4 separate regions of the Mus musculus genome follow, and regions 1, 3 and 4 are each linked to region 2. The links are chromatin contacts, called in public promoter capture Hi-C maps. All regions are on one chromosome and are shown on one strand. Each heading gives the region's core, a stretch centred on a gene start, on an enhancer-like site or on the middle of the called end of the contact. The rest is flanking DNA. Distances are from core to core; before and after follow the strand shown. Region 1 holds the start of Gins3 (GINS complex subunit 3 (Psf3 homolog)). Region 2 holds the start of Rbl2 (RB transcriptional corepressor like 2). Region 3 holds the start of Got2 (glutamatic-oxaloacetic transaminase 2, mitochondrial). Region 4 holds the start of Mt2 (metallothionein 2).

The links. Promoter capture Hi-C pulls out the DNA fragments that hold promoters and counts their contacts.
Region 1: a contact with region 2 is called in a promoter capture Hi-C map of pre-B cells. The contact joins the promoter of Gins3 here to the promoter of Rbl2 in region 2. A contact is called at or near these places in 1 of 39 promoter capture datasets (pre-B cells) and 1 of 484 Hi-C or Micro-C datasets (CD4 T cells).
Region 3: a promoter capture Hi-C map of pre-B cells shows a contact between it and region 2. The contact joins the promoter of Got2 here to the promoter of Rbl2 in region 2.
Region 4: a promoter capture Hi-C map of the C10 cell line shows a contact between it and region 2. The contact joins the promoter of Mt2 here to the promoter of Rbl2 in region 2.

The regions. Positions count from the first base shown.
Region 1 is chr8:95,632,204-95,634,903 of GRCm38.p6, forward strand. Gins3 (GINS complex subunit 3 (Psf3 homolog)) reads left to right here and starts at 1,356. Exons shown (of 3, transcript NM_030198.3): 1 at 1,356-1,580. The coding sequence starts at 1,395.
Region 2 is chr8:91,068,641-91,071,340 of GRCm38.p6, forward strand. It overlaps Rbl2 (RB transcriptional corepressor like 2), which reads left to right and starts at 1,417. Exons shown (of 22, transcript NM_011250.4): 1 at 1,417-1,766. The coding sequence starts at 1,536.
Region 3 is chr8:95,887,047-95,889,746 of GRCm38.p6, forward strand. Got2 (glutamatic-oxaloacetic transaminase 2, mitochondrial) reads right to left here and starts at 1,355. Exons shown (of 10, transcript NM_010325.3): 1 at 1,171-1,355. The coding sequence starts at 1,259.
Region 4 is chr8:94,171,300-94,173,999 of GRCm38.p6, forward strand. Mt2 (metallothionein 2) reads left to right here and starts at 1,319. Exons shown (of 3, transcript NM_008630.2): 1 at 1,319-1,576; 2 at 1,828-1,893; 3 at 2,037-2,268. The coding sequence starts at 1,549. The coding sequence ends at 2,128. Gm39227 (a long non-coding RNA gene) reads right to left here and starts at 356. Exons shown (of 3, transcript XR_879107.2): 1 at 1-356.

The DNA of each region.
Region 1 (2,700 bases), core at 106-2,605, 4.6 Mb after region 2:
CAGGACATGCCTAGCTCACACCCTGGGTCTGCTTCTGACCCGCTCTTGTCAACAAGCACATTAGTCATAATTGTTTTAGAGATAAGGCCTTGCCCTATAACCTGGTCTTGTTTCGACCCTGAGATCCTGTTGCCTTGGCTTCCCCAGTCCAGGGATTCTAGGCATGTGCCAGCATGCTTGACATTATTGCAACTTTTTAAAGTAGCTGTCTGGAATAAAATGTCTTAAACTGACTAGAGCAATGGTTGTTAAAAGAAGAGGAATAAAAAGTAAAGAAAGTGGTGTAAATACTTCAAGCATTCATGTGATACAAGTGTTTTTGGCAAGAAAAAGCAAGTGACTATTGCTTAGCATATGTAAAGTTCTAGTCCATATTTAGAAGGCTATTGCTTAAATGTAGTGAATTATGTAAATACATTAACAAATTATTTCATTCAAAACTAAAAAGGAATACAAAAGATGAAAGGCATGCTCGCCCCCTTTCCTGTGTTGCTCACAAACCACTACCTCAGGAATGCCCTCCTACAGTAGGTAAATTCGGTAGCAAATCTCGCAACAATCTGCCTCAACCTGTATTCATGTATGTACCGCCAAATCTAGGACCAAGCAACCAAGCAACCGTGGTCTTTCCTTTGTTCTCAGGTACTCTACCTGTGATCGCATTTGATATAGGAGCTCCCGCTTGCAGAGTGGCTGTGAAAAGACTAGGAAACTGGTCTAGTTTCCTCTTTCAGGAACCCAAACTGATCACCACACGAGGACTTTGCCAGTTGACAGTAGAGCAAGGCCCTGAACTTCAGATCTTCCAGCCATATATAAATCTACCACTCCATCTAGACTCCCACCCCACCTGAACCTACACCCGGCCAAAATACTACAAATAATTTGTAACTTAGCACACAGTTAAACATTTGGACTAGTGCTTGCGTTTTAGTTTCTTCTGTTGTTTTCAAAGACAATAATTAACCTACCAGTGAAAATGCAATAAAAGCGGGATTAATGAGGGCTGGAATACATAGTGTAAAATGATATTACTTGAATCCCCAAAGATGTTTTTAAATTCTATGTGTGTATTTAAAGGCTGCATGAACACAGTTCCGTTAGTACAGACACATGCTGTCCCTTCAATGATGTTCAAGCTTCATATACCTTCCCCAGCCTAGTCTACAAGCTGCAGGAGGACTTCCGGCCGACTCATCCAGGGCTTCCGCATTGGGCGGGGACACTGGACCCAATCTGTGACCTTATTGATTGCTTTTGCCTGAGCGGCCGCAGGCTCGCCGAAATCGACTGCTCGGGTCTGGCGAGTGCGGCGCGGGAAAGCGAGTTTGAAGCCGGCCCTAGTTCGCTGAGGTGGCGCGCCCTCCTCATCCCTGACTGTGCTGCGAGCTGCCATGTCCGAGGCGTATTTCCCAGTGGAGTCGGGCGCTCTGGGGCCGGAGGAGAACTTCCTGTCTTTGGACGACATCCTGATGTCGCAGGAGAAGCTGCCGGTGCGGGTCGAGACGCCCATGCCGCGCCTGGGAGCCTTCTTCCTGGAGCGGGGCGCGGGCTCCGAGCCGGACCATCCGCTCCCTCAGGTGAGGCGAGCCCGGCCGGGGCAGAGGTTTCCAAGATCTGGAGGCGGTGGGAGTCCTCGGGGGTCCCGGGAAGCTGCACAGCACTCGGAGGACTCTCCCGCCACCGATCTTAGTCTTCAAACTTTCCAAAGTCATTGGCTTTGGCTCCAGCCCATCATCTCAGGGTCTCTTGGTTCTATTCATGGTTTCCATAAAACTTATTTGAAGTTTCGAAGTCTGGGAACTGCAGATTGTCATGCGCACTCGGCACAATTATGACAGTGTCTGCAGCCTGTTTCCGAGGACCGACTGTCCATCAGGGGATGGGAGTCTGTGATGGGGGGATAAATTGTCATCTTCTCGCTTAGGCAATTCTACAAAGAGTGAGTACCTCAGCCAGGGTTCCACAGTAAGTCCGTGCTGGCTTAACCAAGGCAGTCCTCGGTAAAAGGTTGCTCATAACAATTTTCAGTGTCGCACTGAAAAATGGCAACTGCAGCTTCCCGTATTAAGCCTTTTGCCCTCCCATAAACCTAACAAAAGCTGGGTTAACAAAGCCAGGGTCCTCCAGTAAATGGTGAACTGGGATTCGAACCTTGGACTCTATGGCTTCAAGTACGAGTTTGTCCCAAGAGCGTAACTTGCAATGGTTACTTTCATTTCCCGTTAGGTCCTTTAAGTTTTGTTTGGAAGGGTATCAATTTTGTCTCTGTCTATTTCTAGGTACTTTTTCTCAAAGTAAAACACCACATTTTTACTTTTTCAACAACAGAAAGGCTCATTTTTGCTCCCTGGGCTGCTTCTCAACCTCACAGTCCTTTGTAAGTCGACTCTTCAGAGTCGACCGCCATGTTTTTGAAGAATATTCCAGGACTGGGGGTGAATCCTGGAGCGTTTCACATGCCAGGCAAGCATGCTACCACAGAGTTCTACCCCAAATGTCAACTTATTGGCTCCCCATTGTCATAGAGAAAGATTTAGGAGTCTTTTGTTTTTGTTTTTTTAATGTTTTTGAGACAGAGTTTCTCTGTGTAGCCTTGGCTGACATAAACTGGCTCTGTATACCAAGCTGGCCTCAGACTCAGCAATCCTTTTGCCTCTGCCTCCCTGATGCTGGGATTAAAGGTGTGTGTCACCACTG
Region 2 (2,700 bases), core at 167-2,666:
CCCACCCCCCGCTGCTGAGATTACAAGCCAACCCTCCATTCCTGGCTTTTAACACCTGCTCCCGCAACACATGTGAGTTATACAGGTTGATCTCAGGTGAGGGATTTTTTTTTTGCCACTGAGAATCTCCCCAGCCCTTTTCAATCAATGTGTTTATCTCCACTAGATTCTCTTCACCACTTAAGCCCATGCAATGTGCCTTAAAAGTTTCTTTTCCGTGAGCAAATTCTTTGAAATTCCCTTCATATCTAAGCTTAGTTAGAGATTCGGTAGCTTTAACACCTCAAATCATAAATATAGGAAAGTTTCAAGCCCGGGGACAAAAGGCTGAGGTGCCTATTTAACATATCAAAGAGGACCTGGCTGCTCTGTTCTCCTGGTAGCCCTCAACCTCTACCTGTTACCATAGCCAGCCCCCTACCCAAAACTCTCCAGCTCAAGGGGTGGGCTGTGCTTTCCTATATAATCCAGACATTTTAGTTTCTAGCTCGGTGTACCTTTGGGCCTTCTAGCTGCTGCACCTGGTTCCCCTCTCTCCCCTCTCTCCCTTCACCTCCCGCGCCCCCTCCCCGCACTCTCCTCCCTCAGGTGGCTCAGGGTCATGTCCACTCTGGACTCACTCAGATGTCCCTGCTCTACGCTCTTCCTTTTATCTGTAAGAAACTTTAGCCGTATCTAGGAGCAGTTATGTGATAGCTAATATACATTTTAAGTTATTCTTGAAAACACATTCATGATTATTTGTGTGATTGAGGGTTGAGGGTTGAGGGTTTTTTATTTTGTTTTTGTTTGGTGAAGTGAGATCAATTCTTAGCTCAATATACCTTTGCCATTGATAGCGTTGACATAGGAGTGTCACTTGAGGAATCCTCTCTGTTGGATTGACCTGTGGGTCTTGCCTAGGGAGGTGGCGGCCGCGGGGGTGGCGTTGTATTAAGAAAGTAGCTGATAAAGCAACGGGGAGCTAAGTCAGTAAGCAGCGTCCTGCTTTAACCTCCGTCAATGATGAACTGTAAAGACTAAAATGAAATAAGCCCTTTCCTCTCCGAGTTGGTTACAGTCCGTGTTTATCTCAGCAACAGAGACTAGAAAGGGCAGGCAAACTATTATCTTTACTTTGGACCTTTTAGCTTTACTATCTGAGGACCTCTAGGTGAGGATGTGTGTAAAGGGCTTATATACTAAATCCTGTCGATATTTCTTGGTCTTTTTCTCTTCAAACGAGCCTTCTGAATGGTCTCACTATTGAGAGATGCTTTTTAAAACGGTAGAGGACGTGTCCATTCACCCCTAAATGATGCACAGCTCGTTTTTTGCTTTCTTCTTCCATGACTTTTGGTCTCCCTGAGATCCCGGCCGAGACTACATTTCCCAGCAGGCCGTGCTCAGACCTACGGGTGCCCGCATGGGACTGAGGAACTTTGGGGGCGGCACAGTAGCAGGACAGGCTGCTGACGGGCCGGCGCTTCGCGGTTTGAATGGCTGCGGGCCCGGGCCCTGAGCGCATCTGAAGAGCCGCGGCCTCGGGGTGCGCCATGGCATCTGGAGGCAACCAGTCGCCACCGCCTCCTCCAGCTGCTGCAGCCAGCTCGGAGGAAGAGGAGGAGGATGGCGACGCCGCGGATCGCGCGCAGCCCGCGGGGTCCCCGAGCCATCAGATCCAGCAGCGGTTCGAGGAGCTGTGCAGCCGCCTCAACATGGACGAGGCGGCGCGCGCCGAGGCCTGGAGCAGCTACCGCAGCATGAGCGAGAGCTACACGCTGGAGGTGCGTGCTCAGATCCTCCGTGGAGATCGGGGACTCGGGGTGGCCCTAGGATCACTTGGTCGTTTGCCCCGCACCATTGCCTCCCCCTGGCTTTGCGGCCGTCAGAGGAAACTCATTAAGTTTCAGGCTTGCTTACGTGTGAGAATGGCTTAGGATTTATTGTCCCCCACCCCCCGGGCAGATGAAAAGCGGGTGTAGACACACAACATTTGTTGCTGAACTTGGGCACTCTTTTTGGCTGTCATCCAGGTGTAGGCTTGTTATGTTCCGTTCTTGGGACGGGGCTTTGCAGTTGACGAAAATGGCTATTCGGGCTAGTGCCTGTCAACTCTGCAGGCACCTCCCCTGTATGGGCCAATGGGAAGTGACACGGAAGTCCGGATTGTTTTTCAGCTGCCTGTGCGTATGACCCTTTGATTTTATATATGGAAGCTTATCGAAGTAGCAGAGCAAAGAGGCCCCCGACCCGAAGGCTAAGCAAGGTGTTATTTAACTATGATATGGATGTACTTGTGCCATTCTTCTGAGTCGGTTTATTTCTATTTTTTTAAAAATCGACACACATCGAATTCCCCTCTCTCCATTTGTTACACTCACAAAAAAAAGAAACATGGCAGCTTTAGACCTGTGTCTGAGTGACTCTGGACAAGTTTTTAACCACAGTGAAACTCAGTTATGTTGTGTGAGCAGTTTTGTTACTTGTGCCCACTTCAAAGTGCTTACCTAAAGCTTAACTAAAGCAATGTGTGTATGTGTGCAGAAAATTTCCTAGACTGAAGCAGTCTGGCTGAAGAGACCGTAGCCGCCTTCCTTACCCAGTGTTTCCGATAGCCAGGCAAAGAGGAGAACTTCTGGTTTGAAGGACACAAATACTCCCAAACGAATTCTTACTTCACCTTAGAGATGACGCTGTAAATTAGCAAGAATGAGTATT
Region 3 (2,700 bases), core at 105-2,604, 4.8 Mb after region 2:
AAAGGGCACCCATTGGCATGGAGCCAAAAAAACGGGCTCTGGGAAGGACAGACTGTTCTACTACCTTGAAGATGCTTGAACACATTCAAAGGGAAGAAGGCAAGCATAAAAAGTTACGTAGGCTTCGCTCCCAGTTAGTATGTGCCCCGGGGAGGTGTCTGCCGTACTCCAGGAGACTGTCTCAAATCTGCTCTTCTGAGGCCCAAGGAAGAATCAGGAGTTACTAGTTCCCGTTTAGGCCTGGCACTTTCAGTACACCTTAGTTTAAGATGACTCATTTGTCTTTTTTTAAAAAAGGAAGTCAGTCCTCTTGTCTTGCTCACAGCTGCATCACCAGCAACTGGTCCAGTGCCTGGCTCGGAGAAACTGGGTTACGAAATATTTTAAGGAGCAAAGAGCCGACTGAAATGCAGGGAAAGATTGATGGCTTCCAGTCAACAGAATCTCCCAAGGGTTTAAAACAAAGAAAGTACATTACACTTCAACCCTTTTCCATCCAAAGGCCAGGCTGGTCTGTCAGGGGATAGGGGATCATCAGGCACTACTGTGGTGACACTGAAGGATGCACTACGCCAAGGTCATGGATGCACACCGGATCTGGACGCCCCCAGAACCTCCTTGCATGTGGTCACATTTCCCCCCGTCACGCACGCTGCTTCTACACAGCACTGGCAGATTTAACCCTCTGGACCCCGACAGCTGGACCTGTTGTCCCGCAGGGCAGCTGGTCAAGGACATGCGCGCCCCCCTGCACCACAGCCAATCAGCGACAGGCAGCTCCGGCACCATAGCCAATCGGCTAGAGGATGGCCCAGCGCCACCGCCCACGTGCTCACCCCTTGCCCCGCACCCCACTGTGCTGAGTCCACATCTGGGACCCCCCATCACCCGCTAGAATGGGATTCTGGGTGCAGTCGAGAACCACAATTCCCACCTCGGGGGCTACGCTGGCCCTCTGTCCGGAGATACAGGGGAGGGATGAGGGGTCCTGGGGTCACCCCGGGGCGCAGACACTGGACTCTAAGACTCGGGACAGTCAACCCTTGGGGACACACGAGGTGCGCACGTGTGTCCGATCGCGGGGTGGGGTGCAGGTTTCACAGGGTCCACAGTTCGGCTGGGCAGGGGCAGGCCCGCGGTGCCGCTGCATCTCTGTATCCCTCGGCTCACCTGGCTCTGGCAGAGGCTGCAGCAGCTAGGCCTGGGTGAAAGGCAGCAGCCATCCCGGAGAGGATGCGGCTGGAGTGCAGGAGGGCCATGGTGGGCGGTAAGACGGCAGTGGATGGTGGTAGAGCCGAGATCTGGGGAAGCGTCCGCTGGAACCGAGGCGCGGGCTCCTAAAAGGTGAGGACAGTGACTTCCCTGGGCGTGGCTAGAGCGGCCCTGCGCCTGGAGCGAATCATGTCGCAGCGGCCCCTTGCGGTCGGGGGTAGAACGACGACGCCTCCACGGAGGTCATGGAAACTCGCAAGGGCACTGCTAATCGCTGCCTATAAATCCTGTGAAGCTTGTATGTGAGGATGCGCAGTCCACAGTGCTCAGCGCTCTGCTTCCAGTTAATCATCCGCTACGCTAGAGGCAGCTGCCTAGCGTGCCAGTTTGAAAGAAGGAAAAAAATGTAAACTGACCCGAGGAAGTATTTTTTTTTTTTCCTAATGCTCCAGTGTGGTTTTCCTTTCAACCCACTAGTTTCCCCAAGTGCAAGTCTCTCAAGGTTCAGAATGCTTTCATGTCCCTGTTAGAGGACAACAGGCATATTTTGTGGGGCAGTTGTGAGTATTAACTTGTGAGATTAGCAGATTATGCCCTAAAAAAAAAAAAAAAAAAAAAAAAAAAAAAAAAAAAAAAGCCTGATTAGTCAATACAAAATTACCCAGGACCAACGACAAACTTTTGCACATCAAGTCTTCATAATTATGTTTGGAAGAAATGAATAAGCTTTTAAAGGCTGGGAGAATGAATTTGAGACAAGTCCACAAGTTGACCGAATTCACTCTGAACATGGGCCATTATTTCCCAGGGATGCCTTGCAGAAATCTGTATAGATTGCCAGTCTAATTTCTCCGGCCACTTCAGTTGTCTGTGTGATTGTTATCAAATCTGGGGGCCACAGCATGTGCTGCAAACCAGGCCCAGGTCACTGGTCCTCAAACAAAGTAAAATAGTGAAAAGCAGAAAAAGATTTACTTGCTGGGTGGTGGTGGTGCATGCCTTTAATCCCAGCACTTGGGAGGCAGAGGTAGGTGGATTTCAGAGTTCGAGGCCAGCCTGGTCTACACAGAGAAACCCTGTCTCGAAATTTTTTTTTTTTTTTTTTACTCAATGTGGCCACACTAGGAAGTTGGACAGAAAGATCCAGTTTTCCTTCGGGGTTCAAATGAGAGATTCCAACGTAAACAGATTCCCAGTCAGCTTGTGTTCCTGCCTGCCATTAACCCATCCTATAAGGTGATGGATCTGATAAGTTGCTAGAACTGTATAGACTCTCTGGGAGAAAGGTTGCCTCTCTGGCTGGGGCCTTTTCTTATTTCAGTATGAGATTCCTAGAGATATTGCCATTTCTTTGGGTTCCATTGTTTCAGTAGTCAAATTGATAGACACAGTGCCTCTTTAGGATATCTTCATTTCTTCCAGGGCTGTTGCATGAAGTCCAGATCCCTACATGGAATCACATTCTGGTCTACCCTAACTTACTGTCTT
Region 4 (2,700 bases), core at 69-2,568, 3.1 Mb after region 2:
CATCCTGGCTTGAGGCTGGAGTTACAGCAAAGACTGCTCTGGGGTCAGTCTGGAAAGGGAGCACGGGAGCCCAGAAATCAATCCGGTTCAAGTTCATAGCCAGGGCAGCCACAGAAAGTGCCAGGAAGGGAAAGGACACGGTGTTTAATCACACAATCCATGGACAGCCGTGGGCATCCAGTAATGCCTGGAATGAGTCAAGAAGGCATTGCCCCAGTTTTCACTAAGAGCTGCGAGGACAGCCTGTCCTGTTACAACCCACCCACAGCCTCCGTTGAAAGTATCCGAGTCGGCCTGCCGGGAAGCTTCCGGCACCAGTTTCCTGGCTCTGCAGATGACACAGACATTCCAGCTATGACTTCCAGTCTGATTTCAGCAGACTTAAGCAAGTGGGGAAACACCATGTACCTCCAGGGGAAGAAATTTTGGCTGCCATCTCCACCCTTCCCCTCAGCATCCACCCGTGGGTGGAGGTGGGTCGGGTTACGTGGGGCTTTCCATCCGTGTGTTTCAGAACACCACCATCTGGCCCTTCCTACTTGGCAAACACCCTGGCAAAGGGCCCTGGTCCATATCCTCCCAGAATGGACTGCTTTCGTTCTCTTGAATTCCACCTCCAGCAAAGACCCCCACCATTTTTTCCTGTCACTCGCTGCCCTCCCCCCGCCCCCCAAGAGTAAGTCTTAGCACAAGGCTTGTGTCTATGGTCTCTAGTCTCTTGACAACTGGCTGGTGCCTTAGTGGATTCGAACCCTACACTCATCTTGGGCAAGTGACTATGTGACTGCGTCTCCGTTTCCACTTTTCTACGGTGAGAATAATGAACACTCCAACCAGCGTTTGTAAGGAAAAACGACAGCTCTTACGGTGCCCGCAGCACGTGACACGCAGGGGGGCAGGAGTACATCACCAACAGCAGTTAAGCCAGGGGTAGGGCTGGTTTTTGTAACCGGTTCACACTGCCAGCTAAGTTTTCCTGTACGCAGGGTCTCCAAGCCCCGCTTTCACCCAGGTTAGCACACAAGACATGCGCGGAAACTGTGTCCCCGTGGCGTGATCTGGGCGGCCAGAGGTCTCGTCGCTCAGCATCGCCTCTGCACCCGGCCCCTCGGGCCCCGGGGCACCGCAAAGGGCGCGCGCGGGAGCAAGCAGGTGTCCTGGAACCGGTTCCCACCGGATCGCAGACCCTTTGCGCTCAGCTCCTTTGCTCTCAGTCCCTGAGCCCAGAGAAAGGGGGTGTGACTCAGCGCGGGGGGTGGGGGGAGGGCGTGTGCAGGCTCTGTCCCACGAGCAAAAAGAGGGCCGCTTGCAGAATTCGGGTCGTGCGCAGGCCCAGGGGCGTGTGCTGGCCATATCCCTTGAGCCAGAAAAAGGGCGTGTGCAGGCGGCGGGGGCGCGTGCATGGTGCCTTCCACCCGGGCGGAGCTTTTGCGCTCGACCCAATACTCTCCGCTATAAAGGTCGCGCTCCGCGTGCTTCTCTCCATCACGCTCCTAGAACTCTTCAAACCGATCTCTCGTCGATCTTCAACCGCCGCCTCCACTCGCCATGGACCCCAACTGCTCCTGTGCCTCCGGTAAGGGGGACTGCTGACGGGATTTCTGGGAGAGCTAGACAGGCTTTTTGGCCCCTCCTTTAGTAATTACTTTAAGGGTACGACCGGCTACCCCTTCCGAATGAATTCTGAAGCACTCCTGCTCCTTTAAACTAGTCCTTGAGATAGTGGCTCGCCTACCCGGGTGATTTGCCTCACCTTCCTAGGAGAACAGCGTTCAGGTACTCCCGGGTCCCACTCAACCGCGCTCACTGACTGCCTTCTACTTTTAGATGGATCCTGCTCCTGCGCTGGCGCCTGCAAATGCAAACAATGCAAATGTACTTCCTGCAAGAAAAGTAAGTTGGATCTTCTCTGCCATTTCCCCGTCACTCTCCTGGGGTCCCTAGCCCGCCGCGCCGCGCCTTCCCTCCCGGGAGCGTTCAGGTGGTGTGCCTCTGACAAGGTTTCTCGCTCACGTTCAACTCTTCTCTCCCCACAGGCTGCTGCTCCTGCTGCCCCGTGGGCTGTGCGAAGTGCTCCCAGGGCTGCATCTGCAAAGAGGCTTCCGACAAGTGCAGCTGCTGTGCCTGAAGGGGGGCGGAGGGGTCCCCACATCTGTGTAAATAGACCATGTAGAAGCCTAGCCTTTTTTGTACAACCCTGACTCGTTCTCCACAACTTTTTCTATAAAGCATGTAACTGACAATAAAAGCCGTTGACTTGATTAATTCAGCTTGTCTCTGTGCATTGGTTAAGGGCTGGCAGAGGCGTTGAGATGGGACTGCAGCAGCTGAATTTGAGCTAGTCGGATTATATTTCTCTGGACTTTGACCGCCTAGAAAGTGGTCATGCAGAAGCATGCATTGGTCACAGAAATGGGCCATTCCTACTGGGCGTGTGTGTGTGTGTGTGTGTGTGTGTGTGTGTGTGTGTGTGTGTGTGTGTATTGGGGATTAAACCGAAAGCTTCCTGCTTACTAAACCCAGGTGCTCTAATGCGCCACATCCCTACCCCTAATTATTTTCGGTTTTTAGGCTTAAAGTATGAAATACCTGTAAATAAAAATGGGAGTGAGTCAGATATGACGTCTCCCACGAGTAATAACCCCAACACTTGAGAGCCTGAGGCAGAAGGACCACTAACTCTGAAGCCAGCTTGGTCTC